Linked DNA regions of Mus musculus: all the other regions are linked to region 3. The links are chromatin contacts, called in public Hi-C and HiChIP or PLAC-seq maps. All regions are on one chromosome and are shown on one strand. Each heading gives the region's core, a stretch centred on a gene start, on an enhancer-like site or on the middle of the called end of the contact. The rest is flanking DNA. Distances are from core to core; before and after follow the strand shown.

Region 1 (3,635 bases), core at 263-2,762, 790 kb before region 3:
TAGAAGGACAAATGTCTTCATATTTTTTGCCAGTGAAAATGTCAATTCCAACAAGGTGTACCTGACAGAGGAGAGAACCACAGGAAACATGTTTAATCTCTGTCAGCTATGTCACTCCCTACACAGCAGCACAATCCCAGCTCTGACTGTAATGGAGCCTTTCACCTCTTCCAAGGTCATCTTACTTTCTTTAAAAAAAGTTGCAGTGACACAGAACGAGATTCAGTAAGTACCCAAAACCCGAACAGTTTCATGGCATCAAAACTCAACACACCACACACGTCAGCAAGTCAATTAACAAGAGTCCACAGAAAGTGAAAACCAAGTCTCTTAGAATTAGAAGAACAGGCTTGTTTCTACTAAACACGGATTTAAAAAAGTTTTAGTTTCCAGTTAATGAAACATTCTAAGGGTCCGATTAAATGGAGAGCTTTACTGAGAGTAATGTCTGACCATTCAAGAGACTGAGGGGAAGGAAAAAAAGTTATTTTTCAATATAGAAACCTCACGATGTAGAATGGAACACGAATGATCTTAACGGTGAAGCCAAAAAATGACTTGGAAGGGCCTACCTTGGCATGACCATGCTTCCCAGTCTTGGAAGTTGACATCTCCACGATTTTGCATGGTCGCCCTTTGAGCACGACGAAGCCGTTTTTGCGCAGGGCTGAGCACTGCATAGGATAAGTGCTGGAAGCCCCTGCATCTCCAGTAGTGAAATCAATTTCGTCTGCCATGGTGGACTGGGGAGATGTGCGGTTTTTCTGAGGGAACTATGCGAAAAGTTTGTTTGCGTTTTAATAACCGGCATGCAGGCGGGGTTATGTCTCATTTTGAAGACAGGTAGCCGAGCATCACTAGCCCGTTATGTTTGCATTTATAGAACACCCACTCTGAGTGGAGTATACTTTGCCATTCAGGCCTCTGAAAACTTTTCCAGCCCTTGGTGGGAGGTGGGGAAAGGAGCCGCAGAAGAGCTCGCCGGAGAGTGAAGGCGACACCAGCGCCCAGCCGGCAGGTCCAGTCCCCACCACCCCACCGCAAGAAGTGCCCACGACCTTCCTGCGCCGGGATGCGGGGCCCGGCGCCTCCCTCCGTCCCATCCCCGCTGCCAAGGTATCAGCCAGGCCGCAGGTTCGGGGAAGACTGGGACAGGAGCACCCGGCCGGTTGCACCTGGCCCTCAGTGCGCCTAGGACCCGCAGCGGCGCCGCCCTGGCATCCCGGTTCGGCCCAGCGGTAAAGGGCCCTAGCTCCGGCGGTCCCGCGCTTGCCGCCCTCCAGTTCCCAAGCATCTCGGCTCCTCCCCTCGCCCGGACCCCAGCATCACCGGCTGCATCCCCCGCCGCCCCGCCGACCCGGCCCCAGGTCTTCACCTTCCGGCCCCGCACCGCACGCCTTTGCTGCGTCCGCCGGTCCCTGCGGCTGCGGCGGCGCTGGCGGCCGCGGCTGGTCCAGGAGACGGGGCGGGGCCGCCACGCTTCCCACACCCGGCTCCCCGCCCCGGCCCGCCCAGCCCGGGCCCGCCCCGCCGCGACCACACTTCCGGGATAGGCCCCGGCGCGCCACAGGCCCCGCCTCCAGGTCGCCCATTGGCTCGAAGCTTCCCGAGGTCCCGCCCCGTCACGTGAAGCTCGCCCTGGCAACCCCACGTGCTGCGGATTAGTGCACTTCCGGCGTGCAGAGCTGCCTGCAGTCGACTGTTTGAAGCTTCGCAGTGTTCCCGGGCGAGATGCATCCTCATCTTCAGTTCGGCGCCCAGTTGACCTTGGGGACGACTATTAGGACCAGGTAGCTTGCTCTGGGCCCTAGCACGCAGGTGCGTGGATGCTGTCACTTAATGGTCTTCAAACTCTCAAGTCCTGCTGATTTTGCAAGAGTCCCGAGTGTTGGTGGAGTGGAACTTTGATTCAAGCTTCTGGTACAGCTTGCAGCCCTCCTTGGGGCTGGAATCCGTGCTTGGAGCTCGAAGAGTGCTAGGTGTGGTATGCTATTTCATGATTCTGCATTGTAGATCCTCAGAGGACTCCAGACACTATGACGAGGTGCTGGTGAAGTCAGCAGTGTTCTCAGGGGCGGGAAATCCCATGTACCCGAGACTCTACGGTGACCTTTGATCTTCCTGGCATCGGTGTGCCCTAGAGTTTGAGGTTTTGTTTTTGTTTTTGTTGTTAAATGATTAAAGACAAAGATTCTCGAGAAGTGTGCTTTCCTTTCACAGTTTTATCATAGCTTCATCTCTCACCTTGGAAAGAATCAAGGTAATTAACTGACCACCCCACAACCCAGTTCATGTTGTTCAGTGATTTGGTATTGCTGTCCTATAAACAAATCTAGTCTCATAGTCACTTACACGTATATGCAGAACACATTTCATTTGTGTTGTCTAGAAGCAATAAGCACATGGCTTCCATAAAGTAAACTCTGCCTCTTGTTACAGAAAGAGCCGAATTAGGACCCCTGGCTTCTGAGTTCCCTCTGCTTTTCCCTATTGTTGTTGTTACTATTGCTCCTGCTAATACTTAAGTAAGAATTACATAGTGTACTGTTTCATCTCTATTATTAAATCTTGACTACTAAAGTTTTTGTTTAAACTAAGGTTAATGTTAGAATATATATGAAATAAGATTTAAGAGGCTTGAAAAAGGAAATCAGATGTACGATCACCTCCATTGTCAGGATATAGTAGAATATTATCACGTTCCAAAATTTTCTGTGCCTTTTGGTCATCAGCCCTCTTTTTCACCCCTACCTTACACCCAGCCAGACCTTCCCAACTATTAACAGTTACTCTTTTACTCCTCATTTTGAATTATGGGGAAAGGCTGGGCAGGACAATAAGGCAGGGTATAAGAGCCACTCATAATCAAAGTTGAAATCACTTCTTTGTCTATCACCATATTCATGTAAGATTTGTATGTGGACCCAAATGACTATTTAATTCGACAAATACAGTGACTTTTCCCGAGGTCTCTAGAACACTGAAGTGGCAAATTCTCAGCCCTTGATTCTGGGAGAGTTACAGTATTAGGTTCCTTGTAGGTTCCGGAGGCCACATTTTCATGGTGAACAAGTGATTGGTATGTTTAGTTCTACAAGAGGCACGTTATTTCACATGTATTTTTTTAACTTTGGGCGTGTGGCTAAAAGCACTAAGCCTGAAGGTATTTGATGTACCCACTTGTCTTCTCTATTTGGCACAACAGAACCTTGTGCATAGGAACACCAAAGAACATTTCAGCATGGGGTTTGGGAGGTCGGGGTGTGGGGGGGGAGTGCATTTTAAGCAGGGTAATCACCAACAGAAGGCATAACATGCAAATCAGAAAGCAGAGCTCTGAAAAACATAGCAAATAGACCGGAAAGAACATGTACGTGCAGTTTGATGTTTGAAACCATGTTTGACCTCAGCTCAGCTCTCTGCACGTGCACAGCGGATGGATGCAGAAAGCATGCTGTTCTGGATGGTTTCTCTTGTATCTTTATGCAAACCCACAAACGTAGAATCCAGAAATAGTGAGGGTTGAGCGTCTTATTTATTTATTTATTTATTTATTTATTTATATAATTTATTGACTATTTATTTGAGCATTCTTACTTCTGGAATTTCCAGCCAGCCCCTTGTCCATAGGCTGC
Region 2 (3,753 bases), core at 232-2,731, 560 kb before region 3:
GGGCTCAAGCATATGGATTTTCTCTGCTCGCTCTCTCTGCTTGGGTGAGGGTTCCTTGGCCTGCCAGTTTGGTTGTCATGGTTACCCTCCATGTAGTTGTGGCAGACACCATTTGTCGGTTAACCTGAAGGCACCTTTAACCCCCACTGCCACAGCTCCTGCCACTTCAGAGTACCCCATAGCTGCTTCTCCTGGACCTCTGGCAGGGAGTTAGATTTGTGACCAGATCTACAGCCAATGAGACATACACAAACAGCCCTGGGGGCTTGTGCTTTTCCCAAAATAGGGAGCTAACACAGCTGCTGTCTTACAAACTCCTTTCAACTTCTTAATGCCTTGAATAAAAACATGGCGTCTGGAGTTACAACACCCATCTTGCAACCGGGGGCAACATGCCAACTACTGATGAATGATGCTGGGGAAGGAAGGGGGGAGGGAGGCAGAGCTTCTGAAGATAGATAGATAGCCATGCTCCTCACATTGGCTCTGGGCTTCGTTACTCTAGATTTCCAGTGATGGGGTAAGGGTGATTCCAGCCAAAGATACTTGAAAATGACCCTAAGTAAGTGTGTATGTATCTATATGTGTGTGTGTGTGTGTGTGTGTGTGTGTGTGTGTATATATATATATATATATATATGTTTGTGTGTATACATGTATAGATATGTATATGTGCATACATGCGTGTGTGTATGTATATGTTTGCATACATGTATACATGTAGTATGTATATGTGTGGTGTGCTGTGTGTGTGTGGTGTGTGGTGTGTGTGTGTGTACACATTCACAGCAGTAGTAGAAGAGAAACACGAAGAGGCAGAGTTTGACAATAGGGAAATCCTAGAACTGTACCACAGGAAGCAGGAATGGATAGTAAAAAAGCGATGCCTCTCTTGATTAGCCTTCTTAAACACACACACACACACACACACACACACACACACACACACACCAGTTATAACCAAAAGCCCCATCATTCCATCCAAATAAACTGTGCATCCTTGTCTAGTCACATGACCAGGCTAGTCACATGACTATTGCTTCTTGACGTCTTTGTTTCCCATTATTAACAGGATCATTTTGGACTAGAGTTATACTATTTTTCCAAGAGGAAATATTTATGTTCTTAAATTCCTGTTCAGATAAAGCCAAAGCTGCTTGTAATCTCTGCTTAACTGCCTGTGTTGCAAGCTGTAAACGTCCCTGACAGGCCCTGCCTAACCTTGAGATGCATTACTGGATCCCAAAGACACTTCAGAACTTAAAGGAGAAAGTGCCCCATTCCCACTGGCAAGGTGATGGCAAGAGGGGAGCAGGGAGGAAGTGGGGGAGGCAGGCCTTACGTTTCCTCCTGGCCATGGTGCGGCTCATCCTGACTGGTGGTGGGAAATTCACTCTTTCCTCAGCACTGGGCTGCCGTGCCTGCAGCATGACTAACAGCCCATCCCTGTGCACATTACAAACAGAACAGAGACAAATTATAGTGCCTCTCAGAAGGCAGGCGCAAGGTACAGCTTCTGGCTGGGGCCTGGGGACATTTGGCACACAGTAACCTACACAAAACAAAAGGCATTCTTTCTGACCCGGGCTGCCCCATCAGAGTGGAAGAGAAGCAAAGCATCCCTAGGTTAAAACTGCCACTCTGGATGAGGGACTAGCCAGGAGCCTGGTGTGCACCCCTGCAGCCACAGACTCTGAATGTCTCTGACACAGCTGGAAACACAGTGGCAAGACCAAGCCAGCAAGAGTCGGGATTCCATTTCCTCAGCTGCAACGTGAAGAGAACACATAGCGTGCGGGGTTGATATAAGAATTCAATAAGTTGATATGCTCTAAGTACCTAACATGACACGATGCACATAGCAGACATTTAACAAATAAGGTGCAGAAGGACTCTCGGGGTCATTTATTATCAACTGACAGCTCAGTCAGCTTGCATGTCCAAATGGAAGACTATTTTCATGGCTGGGAAGCACTGTAGAACCATCCATGCTGTGTGTACTTGTTATCAAGCGATTGTCTGTCTGTCTAAACCACCAAGCTACCCTCACTTTGGGATACTTAGGCCCTCACAATTGTTTATCTTTCTGACATCTGACCACACTCTGCTAGTGGGGGCCCACAGTGAGAGACTTTTAGGCTTCCGAGCCATGAAAATAGTCTTCCATTTGGACATGGACGTGTAGTTTGTCTTTCTGTTTTGAAAGTTTTCAATAAAAAAATCATATACATGCGTGTGGTCCTTATGAAGATCTACTTAGACTACCGGTAGGAGCTGCAGAGAAGCAAGTTCTGGTTTAAAAGGAGCCAACAAGAGATGGACAACACCCACAGAGAGCTGGGTTATAAGAAACTGCTTGTTTCCTTAGGTCACAAAGAATCGTCAGAAAAAGCAGCCTTTCCTGAGATGTGTGACTACAAAACTGCCCCACCCCATCTCTTAGCACGTGTCAGACACTGTGTGATAGCTTTATAAATATTAACCCACTTTATGGTATTACAACATTGTGATAGATAATTGATTATTCACGTTTTGTGCAGGCCCAGAGAAGTTAAATGGTTCCCCGGAGGCACTGCAAGAATAAGAGGCATGGTCTGGTTTATAGCCGTCCTGTCTGACTTCAAAGTATCAATCATGCTCACTCTCATTTCAGATACCTCCATGCTAGACGACCCAAGGGAGGGTCAGTGAGGAGGTCCAGGCAGCCGCAGCCACTGATAACCCCATCACAGAGAAAACAAAGAGACACCGCCCATTCCTGCCATGGGAGACTGTGGGGAGACCCATCCTCCACTGGATCAGTCTCCCTTCCTTCAGCACTGTCCCTGAAGGAAGGGAGACTGCTGCTGAGACTGAGGAGACAATCCCACCTGGTGGCACTACCTGGTGACTGCATTGTCGTCTTCTGTCTGAGCAAATTCAGAAGGACCTATGTATAGGGCTTAGTACACAGGAAGCAGGAGATGCTTACAAATGGAATTTCTACCCTGCTTGGCAATCTATCCAATGTGTTCTCTATGATACCTGCCTTCCGGTGATTCTCCCATTACATAACTGCTCACCTCATTTCCAGCTGACCCCCTTGTTCAAAGGGCCATTTGCATGCTGCCTGAATAAAGTCTGGGTTCTGGGATACTGAAGGAGCTGAGCCGTTTCTTGGCAAGCAGTGGAAACACCCACACCTGCAGAGAGGCTGCCACTTTTGTGAGACAAGGCTCTTGATACAATAGAGGTGAGCGACACAGCAGGTTTTGAAAGGCCAGGCTCATAGGCAGGAGCCCACTAGACATGGGGTGTGGGGAGGAGGCATTTCCTTGGACTTACTTCTATTACCTCACTAGCTTAATTATATGAGTAAGTTCTACTGATGCAAAGGCATTAAACAGGACAGAAATAAAATAAGACCTAAGAATTCATCATTCAAGTGCTCGAAGACCAAGTACTCTTCTGCATTCCAGGATATTTGCAGACTGACCACCACCCCATTGTGTATATGCATGTGCACATGCGTGCATGTACGTGCATACATGTGTGTATGTGTGTATGTGTGTACGTGTGTATGTGTGTATGTATGTATGTGTGTATGCATGTATGTATGTGTGTATGTATGTGTGTATGTATGTATGTATGCATGCATGCATGCATGTATGTATGTGTGTATGTATGTATGTATGTATGTATGTGTGTATGTATGTATGTATGCATGCATGCATGTATGTATGTGTGTATGTATGTATGTATGCATGTATGTAT
Region 3 (3,592 bases), core at 720-3,219:
AAAACTTTAGATTAAAAATTTGAGATTACTGAAATCATACCTATGGCTGAGAATGGGCACTCAGCTGGTAGAGAGCTTGTTTAATCCTTACAAAGCCCTGTGTTCAGACCCAGCACTGTATAATTTACGTGTGGTAGCACAAATCCGAACTTGTAGCATTTAGGACATAGAGGTAAGGGGATCACAAGTTCAAGACCATTGAAGGCTACATATTGAGTTTGAAGCCAATCTGAGATACATGAGACCTGGTTACACACACACACACACACACACACACCACATACATGTGAGCAGAGACGGGTAAGGGCGGGGGCGCGATACACAAGCAAAACTAGTCCCTACTCTACATGAGCTATACTGCTATAAATCAATCAACCTTCTAAATGTTTTTTGCCAACTTCTATGTTTTTGCTAAATTGAGCATAATTTGTTCATGTTCCATTTTTTAAATGAGTATTTACATTTTTAAGTAAACTTCAGGATGCATAGCTTCAGAAAGCCCTGAGGATTGACAGAATAACCCAAGCTTTGTTCATCAACAGGAAGTCATGCTGGGCAGGAATGAAGAGGGCCGAAAGCTAAACAATAACAAGTTCCCTAGCTGAGTGGTTTGATAATTTTAGACTTGGAAAGTCTAGAAAATCCCCCAAACTAGCTTTAAGACAGTGTGCAATTTGCTAAGCTTTCTATCCATCCACACAAACTGGCCACCTCCAGGCTTTCGTAGGGAGTGTTGGGGAGGGTGGTGTGAGGTACGGATGCATGCACACATGTAAGTGCAAGCTTATGGAGACCAGAGGTTGAAGTCAGGGGTCCCCCTCCATCGCTCTCCATTTTATTTTGGATACAGGATCTTTCTCAACTGATTCAGCTATGCTGGCTGGCCAGCAAGCCCAAGGGATCCTCTTGTGTCTACTAGCCCAGTGCTGGGATCACAGGTGAGTATGGTTGTGGCTAGCTTTTTTTATTATTTCTTTCTCCTCTACATGACTGCTAAGATCCTCGTATTCGTGAACAGCTAGTTCACTAACTGAGCCATCTCCCCAGCCCATCACGGGTATTACTGACTAGCCACAGACAACCTCTCTACTTTGGTTGGAAAGCAGAGCACAAGCTCACACATGTCTAGGTGGAGGAAGGACAGGAAGGGCACACCTTCCTGAATGACAGGGGTTAACTAACAGGCACACCTTTGATGGGAATATCAGCACAGATGTCAGCACTAATATGATTTTTTTGTCACTAGTATAATGAACACCAGGGACATTTCCTAAGAAAGCAATCATACCTGTCTTCTCCAGCACTGAACTTCCTCTAAGACACAATCCTGTGGCTGATTTGGCCTTACTGGACTCTCTAGGGTAGTTGCTAGCTGTAAAACACGTATAATTAACACAGCCAAGCTTTTAGGGGTAGCTAAGAGGATGGAATAAAAGACTCAGAAGAGTAGCCATACCAGGAAATCTGTTGAGTGGCAGTTATTACTGCTATGACCAGTACATCACTGCTCCTATTGTGACCACTCCCTGTACCACTCCAGGACACATCAGCTCAAACTTCCTTTGGGTTCTTCAGAACCAGTAAAGGTGTGTGATTTGATAAACTGTGGGAGAATACTCTCTCAGTTTCTGCAATCCTGGGAAGATAGAAGATAGTTCTTATTGTCATTCTGAAAACAGTGAATTCCCAGGATGGATGGGATTATCCTGTCCCTTGCTGTTTGATGTATGAACACAAGACCTATGCATGCCAGTGTCTTGAGTAAGCAAGGCTAAGGTAAAAAAAAAAAAAACCCATGAGGTTAAGGATGGTAAAGGCAGAGAATGCAGAACTTACTAATGTCCCCTAAATAAAGTCTGTCAGGATCCCACACTGTGGCTCAAGAGCCTCCCAGACTTTGTACAGCAAAGACTATGGGGAGGAGAGCGATCTGAGGTATGAATGGAATTCACTGATTAACTGGAGATGTGCGGGCAGACATGCACCTCTAACAGCACAGCTGCTCTTGGCTGTTCATGTCCTCCCCCTCAGTCTTGTGTTCTGGGACGATTTGGTTCTAGATGTGTGCCATGGCCAGGTGTTCCATTTGCCCAAGGGCTGTCCCTAACTTTGTCTCAGATTCACTCTAAGAGAAAAACTGGCATGGCATGCTGCCGGGTCCTCAGATGGGGCATAAACTGCCTGATGGGCATGGGGTATCTCCAGTGCCTTGAATGAAAAGCCAATGTGGGATAAAAAGTTAACCAGCTCAGAGCTCAGTTTGAGATATGGTGGCATAGAGCCAGCCAAGTGCTGCTAGCTGCTTAATGTGAGCCAAAGGAGTCGTAATGCAGGGTGTGCTCGACCAGTCTGTCAGGACAATGAGAACTGCCTGACTGTCGTAAGGTGGAAGTCTAGTTGGCTCACGTAGTCTAGCCCTGGGTTTTAGAAATCAAGCACCCTTCTTCATAGCCTCCATAGGCCTTATGATTAGAGAAAATATATTTCTTGTGTGTATGTGCTCTTGGAAAGCCCCTAGATCTCTGACTTGGAGATGGTTTCCCAGTTATAGCACTCTTTGTCAGTTTGTTTATTTCTATTTCAACCAGAGATATGTTGTCACTGTGTGTCATTGCCAGGTGGAAAAATAAAAATCTCCAGGCACATTCGAACAAGATGATTTGGCCAGGACACATAAACTGTGTGACTTCATACAGATTTTATCCATATTTCACTCAGCACAGATAAGCAATCAGTGAGTAAAATAGCTTTTATATTTTTCTTTAAAACCACCAGCTATCAATGATCCCCTTTAAGATTTAAATTAATATGGGCACACCGGGGAAAAATTCCTGAACAGAACAGCAATGGCTTGTGCTTTAAGATCAAGAATAGACAAATGGGACCTCATAAAATTGCAAAGAATAGACAAATGGGACCTCATTTAAAAAATTCTGTAAGGCAAAAGACACTGTCAATAAAACAAAAAGGCCACCAACAGATTGGGAAAGGATTTTTACCAATCCTAAATCTGATAGGGGACTAATATCCAATATATACAAAGATCTCAAGAAGCTGAACTCCAGAAATTCAAATAACTCCATTACAAAAATGGGGTACAGAGCTAAACAAAGAATGCTTAACTGAGGAATACTGAAGGGCTGAGAAGCACCTGAAAAAATGTTCAACATCCTTAATCATCAGGGAAATGCAAATCAAAACAACCCTGAGATTCCACCTCACACTAGTCAGAATGGCTAAGATCAAAAATTCAGGTGACAGCAGATGCTGGCGAGGATGTGGAGAAAGAGGAACACTCCTCCATTGCTGGTGGGATTGCAAGCTTGTACAACCACTCTGGAAATCAGTCTGGCGGTTCCTCAGAAAATTAGACATAGTACTACCGGAGGATCCAGCAATACCTCTCCTGGGCATAGACCCAGAAAATGTTCCAACTTGTAATAAGGACACATGCTCCACTATGTTCATAGCAGCTTTATTTATAATAGCCAGAAGCTGGAAAGAACCCAGATGTCCCTCAACAGAGGAATGGATACAGAAAATGTGGTACATTTACACAATGGAGTACTACTCAGCTATTAAAAACAACGAA

What was found. Hi-C and Micro-C count contacts between places; a contact is called where the count stands out from the background. HiChIP or PLAC-seq counts read pairs in DNA pulled down with a chosen protein or histone mark.
Region 1: an H3K27ac HiChIP or PLAC-seq map of extraembryonic endoderm stem cells shows a contact between it and region 3, with 5 times the contacts expected there. The contact joins the promoter of Eif5a2 here to the enhancer-like site in region 3. A contact is called at or near these places in 4 of 39 promoter capture datasets (the C10 cell line, embryonic stem cells and hematopoietic stem and progenitor cells) and 2 of 115 datasets of contacts at active chromatin or transcription factors (astrocytes and extraembryonic endoderm stem cells).
Region 2: a contact with region 3 is called in a Hi-C map of granulosa cells, with 2.7 times the contacts expected there. The contact joins two enhancer-like sites. A contact is called at or near these places in 8 of 484 Hi-C or Micro-C datasets (cardiomyocytes, cortical neurons, granulosa cells and 3 more), 1 of 115 datasets of contacts at active chromatin or transcription factors (astrocytes) and 3 of 9 other capture datasets (embryonic stem cells, macrophages and pancreatic islet).

Annotation. Positions count from the first base shown.
Region 1 is chr3:28,779,154-28,782,788 of GRCm38.p6, reverse strand. Eif5a2 (eukaryotic translation initiation factor 5A2) reads right to left here and starts at 1,512. Exons shown (of 5, transcript NM_177586.6): 1 at 1,376-1,512; 2 at 573-773; 3 at 1-61. The coding sequence starts at 737. It overlaps 1700112D23Rik (RIKEN cDNA 1700112D23 gene), which reads left to right and starts at 1,667. Exons shown (of 3, transcript NR_166152.1): 1 at 1,667-1,818.
Region 2 is chr3:28,547,234-28,550,986 of GRCm38.p6, reverse strand. The region is part of intron 7 of Tnik (TRAF2 and NCK interacting kinase); the gene reads right to left. Among named protein-coding and RNA genes, the nearest start is that of Mir466q, 130 kb to the right of the region's middle. Within about 2 kb of position 1,481, at least 34 of the 459 cell types and tissues checked have an H3K27ac peak or open chromatin away from gene starts, as enhancers often do. A contact at or near this core is called in granulosa cells, where this site is marked.
Region 3 is chr3:27,986,713-27,990,304 of GRCm38.p6, reverse strand. All of the region lies in intron 2 of Pld1 (phospholipase D1), which reads right to left. Among named protein-coding and RNA genes, the nearest start is that of Pld1, 50 kb to the right of the region's middle. Within about 2 kb of position 1,969, at least 42 of the 459 cell types and tissues checked have an H3K27ac peak or open chromatin away from gene starts, as enhancers often do. A contact at or near this core is called in extraembryonic endoderm stem cells and granulosa cells, where this site is marked.